Regions from separate parts of the Mus musculus genome. Here all the other regions are linked to region 4. Evidence: chromatin contacts called from public ChIA-PET and Hi-C data. All regions are on one chromosome and are shown on one strand. The core of a region is the stretch at or near the end of the contact, and the rest is flanking DNA. Distances in the headings are between cores, read along the strand shown. Region 1 has its middle 35 kb from the start of Gm46343. Region 2 overlaps Gm36287 (a long non-coding RNA gene). Region 3 has its middle 30 kb from the start of Gm36441. Region 4 overlaps Gm36723 (a long non-coding RNA gene).

What was found. A called contact is a pair of places that touch in the nucleus more often than the background predicts. ChIA-PET counts read pairs in DNA pulled down with a chosen protein or histone mark.
Region 1: a Hi-C map of myocytes shows a contact between it and region 4, with 2.2 times the contacts expected there. The contact joins two enhancer-like sites. A contact is called at or near these places in 5 of 484 Hi-C or Micro-C datasets (Th1 cells, Th2 cells, group 2 innate lymphoid cells and 2 more) and 1 of 115 datasets of contacts at active chromatin or transcription factors (memory CD8 T cells).
Region 2: a contact with region 4 is called in an RNA polymerase II ChIA-PET map of memory CD8 T cells, with 62 read pairs. The contact joins two enhancer-like sites. A contact is called at or near these places in 7 of 484 Hi-C or Micro-C datasets (the 63-12 cell line, B cells, Th1 cells and 3 more) and 4 of 115 datasets of contacts at active chromatin or transcription factors (the 3134 cell line, effector CD8 T cells, large pre-B cells and 1 more).
Region 3: a contact with region 4 is called in a Hi-C map of muscle stem cells, with 1.6 times the contacts expected there. The contact joins two enhancer-like sites. A contact is called at or near these places in 6 of 484 Hi-C or Micro-C datasets (Th1 cells, Th2 cells, group 2 innate lymphoid cells and 2 more) and 3 of 115 datasets of contacts at active chromatin or transcription factors (Th17 cells, effector CD8 T cells and memory CD8 T cells).

Annotation. Positions count from the first base shown.
Region 1 is chr12:25,267,119-25,270,079 of GRCm38.p6, forward strand. No RefSeq gene overlaps it. Among named protein-coding and RNA genes, the nearest start is that of Gm46343, 35 kb to the right of the region's middle. Within about 2 kb of position 1,388, at least 77 of the 459 cell types and tissues checked have an H3K27ac peak or open chromatin away from gene starts, as enhancers often do. A contact at or near this core is called in Th1 cells, Th2 cells, group 2 innate lymphoid cells and 2 more, where this site is marked.
Region 2 is chr12:25,186,026-25,188,901 of GRCm38.p6, forward strand. The region is part of intron 5 of Gm36287 (a long non-coding RNA gene); the gene reads left to right. It overlaps Gm36496 (a long non-coding RNA gene), which reads right to left. Exons shown (of 3, transcript XR_381348.4): 2 at 2,803-2,876; 3 at 1,480-2,490. Among named protein-coding and RNA genes, the nearest start is that of Gm36496, 3.4 kb to the right of the region's middle. Within about 2 kb of position 1,381, at least 10 of the 459 cell types and tissues checked have an H3K27ac peak or open chromatin away from gene starts, as enhancers often do. A contact at or near this core is called in memory CD8 T cells, where this site is marked.
Region 3 is chr12:25,238,655-25,241,519 of GRCm38.p6, forward strand. No RefSeq gene overlaps it. Among named protein-coding and RNA genes, the nearest start is that of Gm36441, 30 kb to the left of the region's middle. Within about 2 kb of position 1,612, at least 107 of the 459 cell types and tissues checked have an H3K27ac peak or open chromatin away from gene starts, as enhancers often do. A contact at or near this core is called in Th1 cells, Th17 cells, Th2 cells and 3 more, where this site is marked.
Region 4 is chr12:25,437,082-25,440,231 of GRCm38.p6, forward strand. The region is part of intron 9 of Gm36723 (a long non-coding RNA gene); the gene reads left to right. Among named protein-coding and RNA genes, the nearest start is that of Gm36886, 36 kb to the right of the region's middle. Within about 2 kb of position 1,465, at least 88 of the 459 cell types and tissues checked have an H3K27ac peak or open chromatin away from gene starts, as enhancers often do. A contact at or near this core is called in Th1 cells, Th17 cells, Th2 cells and 4 more, where this site is marked.

The sequences.
Region 1 (2,961 bases), core at 138-2,637, 170 kb before region 4:
CAGTTTCCACGCCTGGAGGGCATGCCAGGGCTGTGCCTGGACAAGAGCTGGCTGTGTGGACCCTTCCACTCCCCCACGACGCCAGCACTGCGCCAAGAGCTGTTGACTCTGGTTCCCTGCTCTAAGAGTCCTGTCAATTCCGAGCCCACATTCTACACTCTGGATAGATTGGAGGCCGTCAACACTGAGTTGTACAATCACACAGTAGGACGTGCAGCTGATGCAGGGCCTGGCAAATACATTCCGGGGCAACAGGTGTCCTTGGCTGGACACCATCTCTAGTCCTGCCTGACAGTGTCCACAGTGCATCTAAGCCCCTAGGATTTTTGAGTCCCTTTTGGTCCTGGCAGGTAACTTGCGCAATGCCCACCTCTAAGCCAAGTCTCTGGAGCCAGCAAGGGAACTGGGCCGGAGTTTGAACTTCCAGGTTGAAGTTTAGATAACTGAGCTATCTGAGGGGCCTGCTCCTCACAGCTGCCTTCCTGTGCCAGCATCCTCCCATCTTTCTGGGTGTCTGGTGGGCGGTGGGTTACCTGTGAAAGGCAGAGTGAAGAGGGTACCCTACACTTGCCAGCCGCCTGCACAGGCCTCAAAGCCTTTGAAGAGCTTCAGGCTGGGCGAGTTGGAGATGTGTAGGCCCGGAGCCCCTGTGAGCAGAGCACGCGCTTCGTTTTCATATTCTTGGTCGCCTTCATCAAGATATACTATTCTTCGACATTTCCTGCTCAGAAATCTTTGAATCTCGGTTCTTTGTCCTGACAGCAGGTGCAGACCAAGCTCTAAGAAGGCGCACTCTTTAGACGCCCCTGGGTTACTCAGCTCAGTCTCAAACCACAACAGATCATATGTTCCTCCAGAGAGATCCAGTGATGTGGGGCAGAGAGAGTCAAGTCCAGAATGGCCCCGACATCTCTCTGTTCATGGGGCAGAGTGTCTGCCTTGTGCAGAAGCCAGGAAGCCAAGTTCTAGGTCCTCAGCAGAGAGGCACCAGCCTGCTTGCTGTTTCTTGCTTTGACTTCTAGAACTGAGCCGTGCATCCTCGATGCCCCTGTTAGGAGCAGGGGGGGATGGTTCCCTCTCACTGGTAATGGTTTGCAGCAAGACACATCCAGACTTTAGCCAGTGGCCTTTCCTTCTTAGGCACTGGCCTACAGATGCCACAGCTGATGCCCAGAGGATAGTGGTCTCAACAGGTTTCATCCTGAAATTTTTATAAGATGATTCTGGACTCCAGGGGCCCCTTCACTGGGGGGACATAAAAGCCATTAGCTCCTGCGGTTTCCATAAAGGAAGTGCCCTGCTTCCTCTGTCGTAGCCCCAGTGGGTCTGGATAAAGACAGATTACAATCCTTGGGCATCTTAAGAACGAATACCATGGTTTCCGCCTTGCCTGTGCCTGGCACCGTGCCACACGGAATGGAGAGCCTGAGTCACAAACCTCAGGGATGTCAGTGCCATGCGATTTCATTCTTTCTGTGCCTTACCTTCCTCCTTTGTCCAGTGGGGTGTGTGTGAATAAGAGTATCAGCTGCATAGAATCAGTGTGAGGGAGAAATGAATCTGTAAATCTCTTCAGAACAGAGCCTGGTGTCAGCCAGTATGGAAGTGGGGGCTCCTAGCTATTTATCTTATGGTTGGGTCATTTGGCTAAGCAATGTGGATCTTAATCCAGCTATTGATGTGTTACTAAAAGTTTTCTTTTTCTTTCTTTTAATGAGATGGGAAGAAGGGGAAAGAGAGGCCATGGGAAGGAGGATATTATTAGTCTACGTCACTACTAAGCCAAGCGGAAGCCATTGGCTAACGTGGGCTCCAGGATTCCTTAGTGGAGCCACACTGGAATGGCCAGCTGCTTTCAGATAGTGTGACGTGGTGAGACTGAGGTCTGGAGGAAACTTGATTGGCACCGGACAGCCGTCAAGTCTTGCACTGGCAAAAGCTCTACTGAAGGCATGGGCTGTGGTTTAGTCAGTACTTCTTGCTTCAACTTTATATACAATGCGATTTTAGGTTAGCCATCAAACTACCACTAAGCACTTAGGAAAACTGAAAAAATTAAGAAAGCTCTGTGTGTTTGTCTGCTCAGTCTGAGCATCTGAAGGTGGCGTGACTCAAAGGGAAATCTCTGGACTATTGAGCTGAAGCCAGGGCTGCACAAAGGTTTGCAGAGTGCTCTAACCAATGTAGGTGCTGGCTGGCAAGTCAGGCTGGGAAGCAGCCAGCAGGAAATGTGCACGCAGCCCCACAAGGCTGCACCTGCCCGCCCTTGGAATGCCTCCTGCAGTTGAAAGCATCTCAGGTCAGGTCCTTTCTGAAATTCCTTTCCAGGAAGCCCCCTGAAGGTTCTTCTGAACTGAGAGCTCTAAGGAGTGGGCTTGGGACTTCGAGTTGACTCCAGGCGGTGACTGGAGAGGGCTGTGCAAAGCCCTGGCCCGTGTAGCGTCTGTCTTGAGCTATAACTCACTACAACTGAGCTACAGGCTAGGTCCAGGTGAGACTGAGGTGGTCTGCGTTGTTTTTCTAGAAATGGAAATGGCACCTGCTGAGTCATCTCAACTCTTCCCAGATGGCTTTTGTTAGCAACCATTTGTATTTCCTAGACTCCGGTTTATAAATGTCAACCGTTCTTAACCCCTTCTTCTCCACAGAACCTGTGTGGCCATCTCCGTCTCCTCACTGACAGTGTATGAGCCTGAGGGCTGGCAGTCTCTGAAGGTCAGGTGGCAGTCTTGCGATGCTTCAGGAGTATCTGACAGTGATACGGAAAGAGAGATTTTTAAGGGTAGTTGCTGTTTATGCCATGACAATTAGACTTGATCCCTTGTAAGCATTTCCTCCTCTTCCTCCTCCTATCTGCCATCTTCAAAGCAACGGGGCAGGAAAAAAATGCTGCTTTGCCCTATGTAGATAAGAACACAGCTGAGAGGGGAGAAGTTCACTTGGCCACAGCTCAATACTTGT
Region 2 (2,876 bases), core at 131-2,630, 250 kb before region 4:
CTCCTGCTTCCCAGCTTGCTTCTCACTGAATAGTAGTTCACTGGTCAGGCCTTCAAAAGATTGGCAGTAGACAGGGAGTACAAGGATTCTAACAGAGAGAGAGAGAGAGAGAGAGAGAGAGAGAGAGAGAGAGAGAGAGAGAGAGAGAGAGAGAGAGAGCAGTTCTACCTCCTGCTACAAGGCAGAAGAAGCAGCTACATCATCTCCTGGGCTCTGGGATGCTAGGGAAGGTGAAGTGATAGGAGGGCTGGCTTTTGGGTCCTGCCCAGTTGAGCCCTGGGAAGATAGGACGTTTTTGGAATCTTGTGTTCCTAAGGCCCTACTTGTCAGATTCCTATAGGTCTCATCCTGAAGTCAGAATAGCTTGCTTAGCAGCCTGTAAGTAGGGGCTGCAGATTCATCTACCAGCATGCATTTCTTAGAATCTACTTTTTGTTCTGAGATCCCACTGGCTAGAGATGGGTTGAACAAACCAAGGTCGAACTCCTGTACTCATGGATTCCAGTACCTAGAATGAGGGGTCTCTTTATAGGCTATGCCAGCTCTTAGGATGAAATGGAATTGACCAAGGGCATGGATTCTTATCTCAATGACTCGGAACACTCCTAGCAACCAGTTGGTAAAAGCTGGGGACATTTTGTAGTTCACAGTATCTCATGGCAAAGAGTAACCTTGTTAAAAATACCTGTCAACTATGCCTTGTGGACTCCTTGCCCAGTGGGAGAGCCAGGTGTTAATTTGCCACACAAATGAGCAGTCACACAGCACCCATACTCTGAAGGAAGCACAGGGAATCAGCAGGATGATGCTGGACCCTCCCCAATGCCAGCTGGACCCACAGGATGATGCTGGGTCCACAGCCTACTGAACAATGCTACCCTCATTCAAGAAAGGCTTTCTGTTTTCAGTTAGGCCTCCCTGGAAATCCTGGAAATTCCCTCATAGACACACCTAGAAATATATTTTATTAATTTCCCAGGTATCTTTCAACCCAATCAATTGTTAATCACCACTAACCATCACATTTATCCATATAATAAGCTAGATGCTAATCTTCTCTGTTTTTGTAGAGGCCAAAGTACCCAAAGCCACACAGGTCAACAGACTGGAGATCTACCTAGACACAGCTAACTAGTGCCCAGCCCAAGAGCCTGTCCCTTAACCTCTCATTTATCCCTGTGTCGTAGCTCCTTTTCTGGTTATTATGACCAGTACTTGACAAGAGGCAACTTAAGGGAGAAAGGATTTATTTGGGATGAAATTTTGAAGGTATAGTTTGTCATGATAGAGAAAGCAAGCTAGCAGGAACACACAGCTATATGCTTATCTCTATGTGGACCACGAAGTGGAGAGGGGGCAGGAAGTTGGGCAGGACTGTAAACCTCAAGGCCTGCCTCCCCAGAGATCCACTTCCCCCATGTAGGCCCTTGTTTTAGTTACTTTTCTGTTGCTTTGATAAAACGTCATGACCAAGTCTACTTCTAGAAGAAAACATTTATTTTGGCTTATGGTTTCAGAGGACTACAATGAGTGATGGAGGAGGGAAGATCAGCTCACATTTTGATCCACAACCACGAGGTAGAGGAAGAACACTGGGAGTCTTTTAGAACCTCAAAGTCCACCCCCAGTGATACATCTTCTCCAACAAGGCCACACCTCCCAATCCTCCCCAAACAGTTCTACCAAGTATTCAAAATAGGAGCCCAAGGGGACTATTCTTTAAATCACCACAGCCTCACCTTTAAAAGGTTCCAGAAACTTCCCAGAGAGCACCATGAGCTGGAGAGCAAGTGTTCAAACACACAAGCCGGTGTGGGACTTTTCCTAGCCAACCTGTAACACTCAACAACCCTTCTGCTCCTCTGTCTTCCAGCCGAGACATGCCACTGTTTGTTCTTGGTCCTCTGGGCAGGTAGCAAGAATCTTATGGGAAGAGCCATCTGTTCTCATATGCTTTGAGTGTGAGATGTTGCTGCTCAGGACAGTTGACTATGCTTTGCTGGTCCTGAATTTGCCTTCAGTGATGACATTAGCCAAGGCAGGAGTGATTATACCATACAAATTGGCACAAGCTACAACAAGGGCTGCTTTTAATTTCTTTACTCCCTGGAGCTGATTGTTGCCCCTCTGCTAGTATGCCATATCCCCAAGACTTAAGATTTCCTGGGGCTCACTCATTGGAAACCTCTACCTCAGACAAGGCTCTGTCTGGATTGGATGTTGGGAGGCCTCTGGCATCCTTGCAGCTTTCTTATCTTTGCTGCGTGTCTGGAAGTCTTCTGTCTGTCTTTCAAAGGCCACAGTGGCCTAGGCTCCAATTTACTGGGCTCTCAGGTTCTGGACAGCAGGAGGGAATCAGGGCTGCCCACTGTAGCCTTTCTTAGGATGGAGTAAGATGCAGTAACTTCTGTTTCTTTCCCTCCACATTCACATAGCAGCATCTCAGGGAGGGTAGCATGGGGCCCAGGATCTTAGAGCTGACATTTCTACCTGCCAAAACATAGTGAGATTTAAGTGTGAGCAGAGACAGGAAAGGCCAAGGGCTTTCTTGTCCCTTAGAGAGAGACAGGCCATGCCATGTTCCCTGTGGAGGGTACCTGCATGAGCTGGGGTTCTCCCATGGCAGGTCCCCATGTTTGCTCCATCTGACAGATAAGGAAACTGAGGTTCAAAGAGGAAGTAACCTGCCACAGACACAGACTGTGAGGGACAGATGTGAGAGCTTCTCTGGGGCAGAACCAGAGGCTGGCTTCCACATTTCTCTAGGCTCAAGTACAGAGATCAGCTCAGGACCAACATTACCTTCAGACCCCTCGTTGGATATCCATATCTTCCCGACTTGCTGCATGAAGAAGGGGTTTCCCCAGCTGCCTATG
Region 3 (2,865 bases), core at 362-2,861, 200 kb before region 4:
AGGTCACGTACCCAGGGACACACAGCAGATATTATGTGCAGACCAAATCATTCTCAGCTCATCAGACATTCTGCCTCTCCCGTTTCCCTCACACTGTCATCTGTTGGGTGCGTTTGTGTCCCTCCAAGCAATCTCTGTCCTGAGTCACTCTCCTCCTAATGGGTTCCTTAGATGTGTGTGTATGAGTGTGTGTGTGTGAGTGTGTTTGTGTATATTTAGTGTGTGTGTGTGTTGATACTTGTAGATGCTTGTTCCCAGCAGTGGACAAACTTGAGTGTCATTTCTTAGGTTCTGTCTACTTCTTTTTATTGAAAGAAGGTCTCTCACTGGCTTGGAATTCTCCAAGTAGGCTAGGTTGACTGATAGGAAGTCCCAGAAATCTGCCTGTCTCTGTCTACCCAATATGGGGATTATGAATGGGAGCCATGCCACATGCCTTTTCTTTTACATGGGCTATGAAGATCTAATTCGGATCTTGCAAGTGCTTTACTGATTGAATGGACTGCCCAGCCCCAGAGGCATCTTTCTAAAGTAGATATCTGGTCATAATTTTCCACCAGAAAATACCCAGACCGGCTCCAGTGTCTTCAGGTACAATGCCACCTCCTTAGCAAGACACACGAGCCTTATCGGGGCTCACTGAGACTGAATCACCAACCACAGAGCGTACACAGGTCAGACCTAGGCCCCCTGCACATATGTAACAGATGTGCAACTTGGTCTTCATGTGGGACCCCTAACAGCAGGAGCAGGGGCTGTCACTGACTCTGTTGTCTGCCTTTGGATCCCTTCCCCACTAACTGGACTGCCTTGCCTAGCCCCACTAGAATAAAATGCACCGAGTCCTATTAGAACTTGATATATCAAGGTGGGATAATATCCAAGGGAAGGCTCCCCTTCTCTAAGGAGAAAGGGGGGAGGGTGAGGGGAGGGGCGTTGAGAGGGAGGGACTGAGAGAAGAGGGGGATGGGGAAACTTCCATTGGGATGTAAAGTAAATAAATAAATTAATGAAAACAAAACCAAAAAACCAAAACCAAAACCAAAAAAAAAAAAAAAAAAAGCAAGCAAGCAAACAAAAAAAAACCCACCCAAAACCTCCAAAATCAACCAAACAAAAAACACACGGGGCCAAAGAAGGTGAAAAAGAGGGTGAATACTGCACTACCCTCCTCCCTTGTTCTGACTCTGCATAGGGATCTAAACAACTGCCACCTAGCTACGGGTGGCTCTTACCCTGATGTCCTCTGGTCCCAGGCTTCTCTCTCTGTACACCTGACCTGTGTCCCCTGAAACCTCCCAGACCTTTGGGCCACTTCTGCTTCCAGCTCCTGTGGCCCAAGTGCTTAGATCTGTCAGAGTACTGGGGATCTAGGACAAAGGCAGAGTCCTCCCCAACAGTGCCCCCGGGTGCTCCTCTACCAAGGCTGGTTTCTGGAAGGCTCTTGAAGGGTGATACTATTGGATTTTGTTTCAGAGGTGGGTTTCACTCCTCCCATGCCCCACACAGCACAGCCTTGCGAGCTGAGCTCAGACGGAGTCAGCCTGCTGCCTCGCCACTGTGAGGTGGTGACTCAGGGGATAACTGTGGGCAGGGGGGCTTTCCAGCAACCCAGTTAGCTGAAACCACACAGCAGCCTTCCTAGCCTGTGGGGTGACCTACTTCTCAGTTCCCGCAGCTTCGACGCCCAGCCGGCAGAATGTTGATGAGGAGGCCGTGCGCTGGCCTCTGGTGAGAAAAGGGGACAGAGATGCCGCTGGTTGATTTGACCTTGCAGAGCTGTGGGGACAGGATGTCCTGTTCTTTCTGATGCTGGGAAGTGGTCTGGGTAAAGGGGACTTCCTGTTAAGTCCGGTAAGTTCCCAAGGAAGGGGGACCGCAAAGGCTGTTTGGTTACACTCACCCAAGAGATTCTTCATTCGAACCCTCCTAACTAACCTTCCTGGGTGCATTTCCCAACCAGAAGGAACAAATCCCAAAGGGCTCCTCGCCCAGCTCCTCAGTTCGTGTTTTAGTGCTGAGGTGAAGAGCGTACTCTCTGCCTTGCATCCACGTGTAAGTACACCCTTCTCTCCCGTCTCAGGGCAGGAGGAACTGCTGGTGGGTCATCCAGGTGACTCACACTGCCTTAGTCCACCCATCCCTACAGAGACACAGAGATGCCTAACAAGGTCACTGGTCTCTTTCTTTCTTCAGTCTGGTCTTAACACCATGGCAGCACCTCCTTTTTCGTGAATCTTTTCCCAGCCAATCCCTTCTCCACGGGGATGGCCCAGATTCCCCTCCTGGGACTCCAGGCAGTAAAACTGTCCTAATTGGCTACTGTTTCCTCTCTCACCACTCTACTCTCTCTGGCTAGGATATCCCTGGAAGCCAGCAGCCTACTTAGCACTTGCCAGCCCAAGGAAACTGACCCTGTGGGTATAAAACATGCCCGGCCAGGCCACACACCACAAGACTTTTACACCCCTCCCCTGTGTGTTTTCATTGCAGGTTGGAGGAGGATAATGTGGAATGGTAGAAATGGGCCTTTAAAATAGGATGGCTTAGCCTTGCCTGGCTCCCTTCGTATTTAGCACCTGCAGGCAGGCCTGGCAGGATCTGCAGGCTACCTGTAAAACAGAGAGAAAGGGGACTCTGGCAACTTCCCTCTATGTGACTGCTAATGCTTGAGGTATACAAGCCATAGGCAGGGAGAAGGTGGGGAGTCAGTCAAGACCCGGTTTGACAAGGGTACTTGAATTTGAGGGCTTCCTGACTTCTCTGACTCTCAGTTAGCTCATCTGTTAAATGGGTTTAATCACACTGCCTACATAGGAAAGATGTAGAAACAGTCCTAATAAATGTCCACTGACAGAAAGATGT
Region 4 (3,150 bases), core at 215-2,714:
TCATCTTTGACCTGTTTTGTTGTTGTTGTTTGTTGATTTATTTTCCTTACTTTCCTCTCTCTCCCTTCATTCCTTTCTTCCTTTCCTCTTTCTTTTCTTCCTTTTTCCCTCCCTCCTCCTTCTCTCTTGGCAAGGTCTCACAGTGCAGTCCAGGCTTGCCTGGAACTCGTTATGTCACCCGTGCTGACATTACACCTGAAGCCATCTTTCTGTCTTCATGCCTTAGCCTCCGCAATGCTGGGATTACAGGAATAAACTACCTTACCCTGCAGCTATATTATTTGTGGTTTTAAACACAACCTTCACGAGCAATTGTGGTAACCTATGCCTCTAATCCTAGCACTTAGAATGTGGGGACAAAAGGACCAGAAGTTTGAGGCCATCCTGGACTACTTGAGACCCTACCTCAATAGAATAAAAATGAACCAGAATAAAATCAGATAAAAGCCTTCAGGCATAGCCGTTTCCCAATGTCCATTCTACTCTCTGGTTATCTTATTTGGTTGGTAACAGTTCTTCCTGGCTAAGAAGATAACTAGGTTGTTAAAATGCTTGCCAAAGAATCAGGAGGCTCTGAGTTTCCAGCCCGGAACTAGTGAAAAATGCTGGGCTTGCATTCCCAGCACCAGGAGGCAGAAATAGGAAGATCCTGGGGCTCGTTTGACAGTCTGCTTAGCCTTGGCAATGGCCCAAGGAAGTGAGGGATTCTGTCTCATACTGCAATGTGGACAGCTCCTGAGGAATGAGGTTGACCTCTGGCTTCCACATACATGTACACACAGGTGTACCTTCATATATACACATGTGCATACACACGCTCGGACAGACAGACAGAAAGACACACACACACACACACACACACACACACACACACACACACACACTTAAGACACACAGGTATACCTTCATATATACACATGTGAATACGAACACTCGGACAGACAGTCAGAAAGAAACACAAACACAAACACATACACACACACACACACACACACACACACACACACACACACACGTTGTTTAAAGAATCTAGAGGCTATTGTCCTTGATCTGTGCCCTGTGTCATCTCTCTATGCAGTAGTTATCCTCCTGCTTTTTGGTTCCATCCCAGAACTCACCTGACCCCTCCTCATGAAGTTCTGCTCCTGCCTCTGCTCTAATTCCTTGATCACCTACTGAGCACCAAACATCAACATCCTCTTCTCAGGTTCCTCTAACATACTAAAACGAACACAGTTTGTTAACCTAAATTCAGCTTTCTGAGCCTTTGTATGTCCCAACTATGGCTTCAAATCCTGTGAGCCCAGCAGGTGTGAAACCAAAGCCGAGCAGCCTTTTTTTTTTTTTTTTTTTTTTTTTTTTTTTTTTTTTTTTGTCACAGGGGAGATGAGTACTTCCACAATTGGAGTGTGGAGGAGACCAGAGGGCCAGGCGCCCAGGGAGGAAGCACAGGGTGTCTCCAGTGGAATAAATTATCTGCAAGGGTTGTGGTTAGTGTTCAGTCTGAGTGAGGCCCACACAGCTGGGACACCCTGTACTTTTGATCTGGCCTTTCAAGCTTGGGTGATGCCAGGAAATTGCCTGTAATGGACTGAAGGCTGCAGTATAGAAAATGAGAAGGGATTGTTATAAAAACAATGGGGCCTACTTCCCTGCCCTCCCTTCCCACACCTGCTTTGTGCACAGAGTCCATCTTGGCTCCAGGAGGGGGTGCGGGGTGGGGGGGACTGGAACCGGGTGCCTGGAACTCAAGGGCTGTTTGGCTGCAGACTGACTAGTTTGTGGGCAGGGACCTTTCCTGGGCTCTGAGGCACACCGGCTGTGTCAGACAACCACGACACATGTCACTGAGTCATCTCTAGCAACCCAGTCATTTCGGCCACAGGAAGTTGGGCACCTGCACTCCTCTTTTGAAAATAGCTAGCAATAGGGTGGGTGGGTGGGGGTGAAAGTGTTCAGTTGATTGACTTGGCACTCACGGCCACACCCTACCTTCAAGCATGGTGGATATATGAGCAATTTCAGAAGGGTACTGCAGTGTTACCCCTGGGTGCCTGTCATCACAGGACTTGAGAGTTCCTTTCCATAGTGAAGAGAGAAGGGGGTCATCTTGCATGCATTGTACCCGACACCTGTCAGGTGGGATGGGAAAGATTTCCTTCCTTCCTTTCATGCTAGCCCTGGGAGCATCGTCCGAGGGTGGACTTTCCATGGGACTGGTGGTGCCTGACAGGTGCGAGTGCAGAGGGCACAGAAACAGCTGATTTGGCCACAGGCATTAGAAATCTCTTCTGGCTTCCTATTTCCATATGACTATATGTCCTCAGGGACTGACATGAGTTCAGGATAGTAGTCTCCCTTAGGGGAAAGTCCTGACACCAGTTAGGTCATCACAGCAGAGCAAGCGTTTCATTTGTAATCATGCGGAGGTGGCAACTTAATACTCTGAAGTTTTCTACTACAAGGCAACTGCATTTGCTCCATGTAAGTCTGTGGTATAGACACTTTTAATGTCCTCTCCCACCATGCAATGGGACCATTGCCAAGCCTAAGAATATTACAAAACAAGTCGGAGGAAGGTAGGTTTAAAGTCGATGAAGAATACATTAATGGGCATAGAGGCAGAACCATGAGTGGCATACATTCCCAGTACCATGCAGGACAAGAGACGACACAAGGCACACCCAGAGACACCTACATGAGGCACCAACAATCTCTTTGCTTTAGAAGTGAGCGGAGATATATTGGAGTAGCAGTTTTCAATCTATGTGTTAAGAACCCTTTGGCAGGGTTCACATATCAGATATTCTGAATATCAGATATTTACAATTCACAACAGAAGCAAAATTACAGTTATAGAGTAGCAACAAAATAATTTTATGGTTGGGAGCCACTTCAACATGAGGAAGTGTACTAGTGGGTTGCAGCAAAGGAAGGCTGAGAACCACTGCATTAGAGAGACGTTTGCAATAAACTTTGTCATAGCAGATGAAGACGAAGAACACAGTCACATGGTTCAGCTTCTATGCCAATTAATGTGTTCTCTATGGTTGTGATGGTTAATCTTGGGGGTCAGATAAGGATGGGGAAAATGGAAGATGAAATCCTGCTGAGGCCTAGGTATGTGTGTGTGTGTGTGTGTGTGTGTGT